Linked DNA regions of Capra hircus: region 1 is linked to region 2. Evidence: chromatin contacts called from public Hi-C data. All regions are on one chromosome and are shown on one strand. The core of a region is the stretch at or near the end of the contact, and the rest is flanking DNA. Distances in the headings are between cores, read along the strand shown.

The links. A called contact is a pair of places that touch in the nucleus more often than the background predicts.
Region 1: a contact with region 2 is called in a Hi-C map of blood, with 4 times the contacts expected there. The contact joins two enhancer-like sites. A contact is called at or near these places in 2 of 5 Hi-C or Micro-C datasets (both in blood).

Annotation. Positions count from the first base shown.
Region 1 is chr13:78,943,790-78,946,489 of ARS1.2, reverse strand. It overlaps ATP9A (probable phospholipid-transporting ATPase IIA), which reads left to right. Exons shown (of 28, transcript XM_018058040.1): 28 at 1-43. Among named protein-coding and RNA genes, the nearest start is that of NFATC2, 27 kb to the right of the region's middle. Within about 2 kb of position 1,314, at least 2 of the 5 cell types and tissues checked have an H3K27ac peak or open chromatin away from gene starts, as enhancers often do.
Region 2 is chr13:78,736,182-78,738,917 of ARS1.2, reverse strand. No RefSeq gene overlaps it. Among named protein-coding and RNA genes, the nearest start is that of NFATC2, 180 kb to the left of the region's middle. Within about 2 kb of position 1,352, at least 3 of the 5 cell types and tissues checked have an H3K27ac peak or open chromatin away from gene starts, as enhancers often do.

The sequences.
Region 1 (2,700 bases), core at 65-2,564, 210 kb before region 2:
AGCGTGGCCCGTTGCTGTTGCCCAATAAAGCTTGTGTACTTTATGCCTTCGGGGATCATTTTAATTTGTGCAGAAACATGAAATTCTGGTGTCAGAATGAGAGCTTTTTATGATAATGCTCCTATTTTGTGTGTGTCTTGTGGTACATAAAAAGTAAAGAGCTTTTTCTCTGGGTGAAGAACTGTTTCAATTTCAGCAAAAAAAACCACAAATCCATGCATTATTTATTATTCTGTACTGTTGCCTATTCCAGACATGTTAGAACTTCAAAAAATGATCTCTATTAAAAAAGGCAAACATTTATTTTATGATTCATATTTTATTTATACCCACAGTCTTTGATTGCTTTGAGTATGTTTTATCGGGGGCTTCCCTGATGGCTCAGTGGTAAAAAATCCGCCTGCCAATGCCGAAGACACGGGTTCAATCCCTGAGTCAGGAAGATTCCCCCAGAGGAGAAAATGGCAACTCATTCCAGTATTCTTGCCCAGAAAATCCCATAGACAAGAGAAGCCTGGCGGGCTGCATACGGTCCATGGAGTCACAAAGAATCAGACACAACTGAGCAACTAAACACCAATCTTTTGTTAAGTGATCGAGGATTCAGGATCCCATGAAATAAGTCACTTAAGTTTTAGGGAAAAGAGGTTTTGAAGCTATTGTGTAGAATGCAGGGGATATTGTGTTTCATTCAGTATGTTTGTCAACCAGGGGCGATTTTGTCCTGCAGGGGACACGGGCAATGTCTGAAGTCATTTTTGGTTGTCACAGCTTGTGGGGTGTGCTCTGCTGGGATCCAGTGAGGACCGTGCAGGGATGCCGCAGGTCACCCTACATGTCACCGGGCAAGCCCACCCACCACAGAGGATCACCCAACCCAGCATCCGAAGTGTTGCGGCTGAGAAACCCACCCGCAACCTGCACGCGTCAGTTTTGCCCTTTGTAGGAGCCTTCATTTCCAGAGGAGCCCAGCAGTAAAACTCCCTGTCTCAAGAAGCCAGTTAGCATCCAGCGGGCCAAATGTTTTAATTAGCAGCTCTTTGCAGTGCAGGCTGCTGGTGTCCTCTCGCTGGCTGTCAGCTGAAAGGGCCGTTCTCAGTTTACGGATTAGAGATGGGATTTTACATTAGCTGTGCCTGCGTCACCAGCGGCTCCCTGGGCCCATGTGGGACGCATGCGCTCCAGGGCAGAGGGACGGTACTTTTCCTAACCGCATGCGGTCGATGTAAAGGCTTCAGACCACATTTGCCTGCTGTGAAATTCCACGACCGTGCAGGCACTGCTCCCGCCGCGCCGCTAGGGGGCACCTGAGGCTCAAAGACCTTTCTATTTCCTGTTTTCACCAGCCTGCCGAGCCCTCCATACCTGACGGTTCTGCTTAAAGATGCTGCTTTCATAGCTTCAGAATTTTGTTTCACGGCCAACGGCTCCGTTAAAAACAGACATTTCTTTTTATGTTGTTGACCGGACTGTTTTGCTGGACTTAGCTTGAAAAAAAAAAAAAAAGGCAGCAAGATGGGAGCAGGGTGAGATGAATATTTATTTGATCTTGGATATTTGCATTTTTGAATAATTGGCAACTGAGAAGCCTTGCCCTCCTCGCTGCTCTTCGGGCTAATAAGGTTTAGAGACGAAATGTTCCATCACCCCAAGTACTTTAGCTGTTTTTGTTATGAAACTTTTCAGGGTGACATGAAACCCTGCGGTATTTGTGAGCTGATCTGTAAATGATGGATTTGCTCACCTCAAAATAGAACTGTAGTCGCTCCAGACTTTCCACAAGTCGGAGCACAGTAACAGAATTCATTCAGGACTTGCTAATTTCCTACTTTAAATGGGTTACATAACAGAACGGTCCCGCCTTCTCGCCTCTCAAAACTACCCATGAAGTGATGGTGAGATATATCGTTAAAAGCTAGAAATAGCTTTGCTAAACTCTGGGAAAAAGATGAGGTGTTTTTTTTTTCTTCTTCTTCTAATAGTCCCCCCTTCCCTTTTTTCATCCAAACATTGCATAATGTTAAAAAAAAAAAGTCAAATCTTTCCGTGGGATTTAATTTCATTCTCCATGTGGCTGTGGTCGGACGGGTAACTTAAGTACTTTGGGGGCTGGCAGATTTTTGGAGGGTCACACACACCCGGATCGGTTTTCATCTGAAGCTTTAGCAGAGAAAGACACCCGATCCTGGGGTTTTTCCCCTTCCCTCCCTCCCTCCCCGCACCGCCATCCCCCCCACCCCCCACCCCCCCCTTTTGTGGATGAGTTATCTACAACGTAGCATCTTTTCAGAAAGCCTGCCTTCTCGTAGGAATGCCAGAGTAAGGCCACACTCCACTTTCCTTATTGAGGTTTTGATTTTGAAATGGATTTGCCTTAAAATTTGGGGTAACTGAATCATATGTAAGGTCCCAGCCCCACAACCTACGCTCAGTGACCAGCCAGGTCTCATATCTTAGAGCTCAACCTGCAAGTTCTTTTGCTTACATTGGGAGTTTGATGTTTCCAAGAGATTTAAGAACTTTTTTTTTCCCTTTTATTGGGTCTAGATAAACCCACGAATATATATTATTTTACTTCCTTCCAGAAAGATTGCCGAATCCAAAAAACAAGGGATCAGAGTTCTGTGGAATATGCTGATATTTTCATTTATTCTTTTGCTAAATATTTACTGAGCACCTACTATGTGCCGGGTACTGTTC
Region 2 (2,736 bases), core at 103-2,602:
TGGGGCCTCGTGGTGGTGCTGGAGGTAAAGGACCCGCCTGCCCAATGCAGGAGATGTAAGAGACGCGGGTTCGATCCCTGGGTCAGGAAGATCTCCTGGAGGAGGAGATGGCAACCCACTCCAGTATTTTTACCATGGAAAAATCCCATGGACAGAGGAGCCTGGCGGGCTACAGGCCATGAAGTCTCAAAGAGTCAGACATGACTGAGCATGCGTGCACACAACTGACCTTGGTCAGCCTCAGCTTTCTGCTGCTGGCCAGCCCCTGTAGCCAACTTCCTCCCCTCTCCTATCACCGCCGACCTTGAACCCCACTCACGTCCTGCTCACCACCTCTGACACCCCTTTGCCACCTCACCGGCTCAGAGCTTCTCCCGCGGGGCTGAGCAGGCTTTGCCTCGGGCTCTGTGTTCCCAGGGGGACCTCTGATTCTGCCACCAGATAGCCCCACCCAAGTGGGTCCGGGGCTTTGACCTTCCACTCTGACCTCCCAGCTCCTGAGAAGTACTGACAACGCCGCTCAGACCGCAAACTCCAGGAGTGCCTGCCTGACAGGATGCTGCTGGACGGACAGCTCCGTGAGAACGGCGTGGTCTGTAACGACTCTAATATCGGCCGGCATTGCATGAGGATGACCACGACGAGGACAAGCGTCCCTGTCGCCCCCGGCTGGCCCCAGGTCAGTGCGCTTTCCGGGCAGCTGATGGGGGACGGCACCCCAGCTTTGACTGAGGCCGGTGCCCCCCGCCCCTCGCAGTCCCTGGCCTCCGTCCGCCGCGACCCTTCTCATGCTCGGTTTCTGCGGTGCTGGCGGATGTTTTGAAAATGATGCGCGCATACTTCTGAGGTCAACTTCTAATCAAAAACGACTTCTAGACGGTGCCCTGGTTTAAAAAGAGAGAAAGAAGAAATTGAGTGAGTCATCATCCAAACCATTTGAATGAAACAAAGACACAACAAACTCTGCTTTCCTCTTGCGCCAGAACAGATTACCTCAGCCCTGCAGGGCCCAGCTGGAGGGAATTAAGGGCGATCTCCGGCTCCCCAGATAGGAGGGCGGCGCAGACCCGCCGTGACTCACGGCGAGAACCACAGGGACGCAGTCGCTTCGGGCAGAGTCTGGAGCCCTCGCCGGGCCTGCGGCTGGGTCGGCAGCTCCAGAGGGGGCTCTGGGGGCCGGGCGCTGATGAGCGGGGGACACAGGAGGCCAAGCGGTTGCAGACCCTCTGGGGGGGGCGTGAAGAGACCCCGACATTGCAGGGACTGCCACCCCCCAGTACCTTCCAGGGAGCTGGAGGACGCTGCCAGACCTAGGCAGGGGGCCACAGATGTCCCCAGCACCCCCGCTGAGGGTGCGAGTCGCGGTGCCAGCAAGTCCTCTTTAGGCTCTCCCAGGGCCCGCCTTCCAACACCCTTGCCCTGTGGCAGAGGGACAAACAGCCATTTCCTGGAGTCGTGGGCTTCCTTCTGGCAAACTGCGTCTGCCAAGGTTCTGAACTTGGAAGACTTTGCCAGACAGACTTTTCCTGGGAGTGGGAGGGAGGCTTGACTGGACACAAGAGAGGGGACAGGCTGAGCTGGCTGCGAGAGGGGGGCTCCGGGCCGCCCCCGCCCCCGCCCCCGGCCCACGAGTGTTACTCCAAAAGGTGCAGCTTCCCTTCAGGGTCGTCAGGATGAGGCAACACGTTGAGAGGATTAATTTGGGGGAGAAATTGAACTTGTTTCTAAAACGATAGCAATAATACATAATAAAACATTTTGTTTCAACAATAAAAATGAAGTATTAGCTGCAAACATGAAGACAAATGTAATATCTCAGCATATAAATATCCGGGGGGGGGTGCCAAAAAGTAAAGTGTAACACCAGAAGTCTTTTTCCACCAGAGACCTCTCTCCTGCCCCCTCCCCAGGGGGGTCAATTCTTGGCTCAGGTTTTCTAGTTTTTCTGATGGTGAAATTTTGAAATTGAAGTTGCTCAGTCGTGTCCGACTCTTTGTGACCCCAGGGACTGTAGCCCAGCAGGCTCCTTCATCCATGGAATTTTCCAGGCAAGAGTACTGGAGTGGATTGCCATTTCCTTCTCCAGAGGATCTTCCCTACCCAGGGATCGAACCCGGGTCTCCCGCATTGCAAGCAGATGTTTTTACCATCTGAGCCACGAGGGTTTTCCTTTAATAATATGTCTACTTCTACTTCTGAATTATTCATCCTTGCTGTGCTTAGTCGGAGAAGGCAACGGCACCCCACTCCAGCACTCCATGACTTTCGCTTTTCACTTTCATGCATTGGAGAAGGACATGGCAACCCACTCCAGTGTTCTTGCCTGGAGAATCCCTGGGATGGGGGAACCTGGTGGGCTGCCGTCTATGGGGTCGCACAGAGTCAGACACGACTGAAGCGACTTAGCAGCAGCAGCAGTGCTTAATCACTCAGTCATATCTGACTCTTCAAGACCCCATGGACTGCAGCCTGCCAGGCTCCTCTGTCCATGGGGATTCTCCAGGCAACAAGGCTGAAGTGGGTTGCCATTCCCTTCTCCAGGGGATCTTCCTAATCCAGGGATTGAATCCAGGTCTCCCGCATTGCAGACGGATTCTTTTAGATGGTATTGAACAATTCCTTCCACTGAAAGATAAAGAAATTAGGGCAGTTATTCTGACTTCACTCTGTTGTTACCTCTTACCTCCTAAGCATGTTAGTTATGTTAGTGTTACTTCGCAGACCCTCAGATCAGTA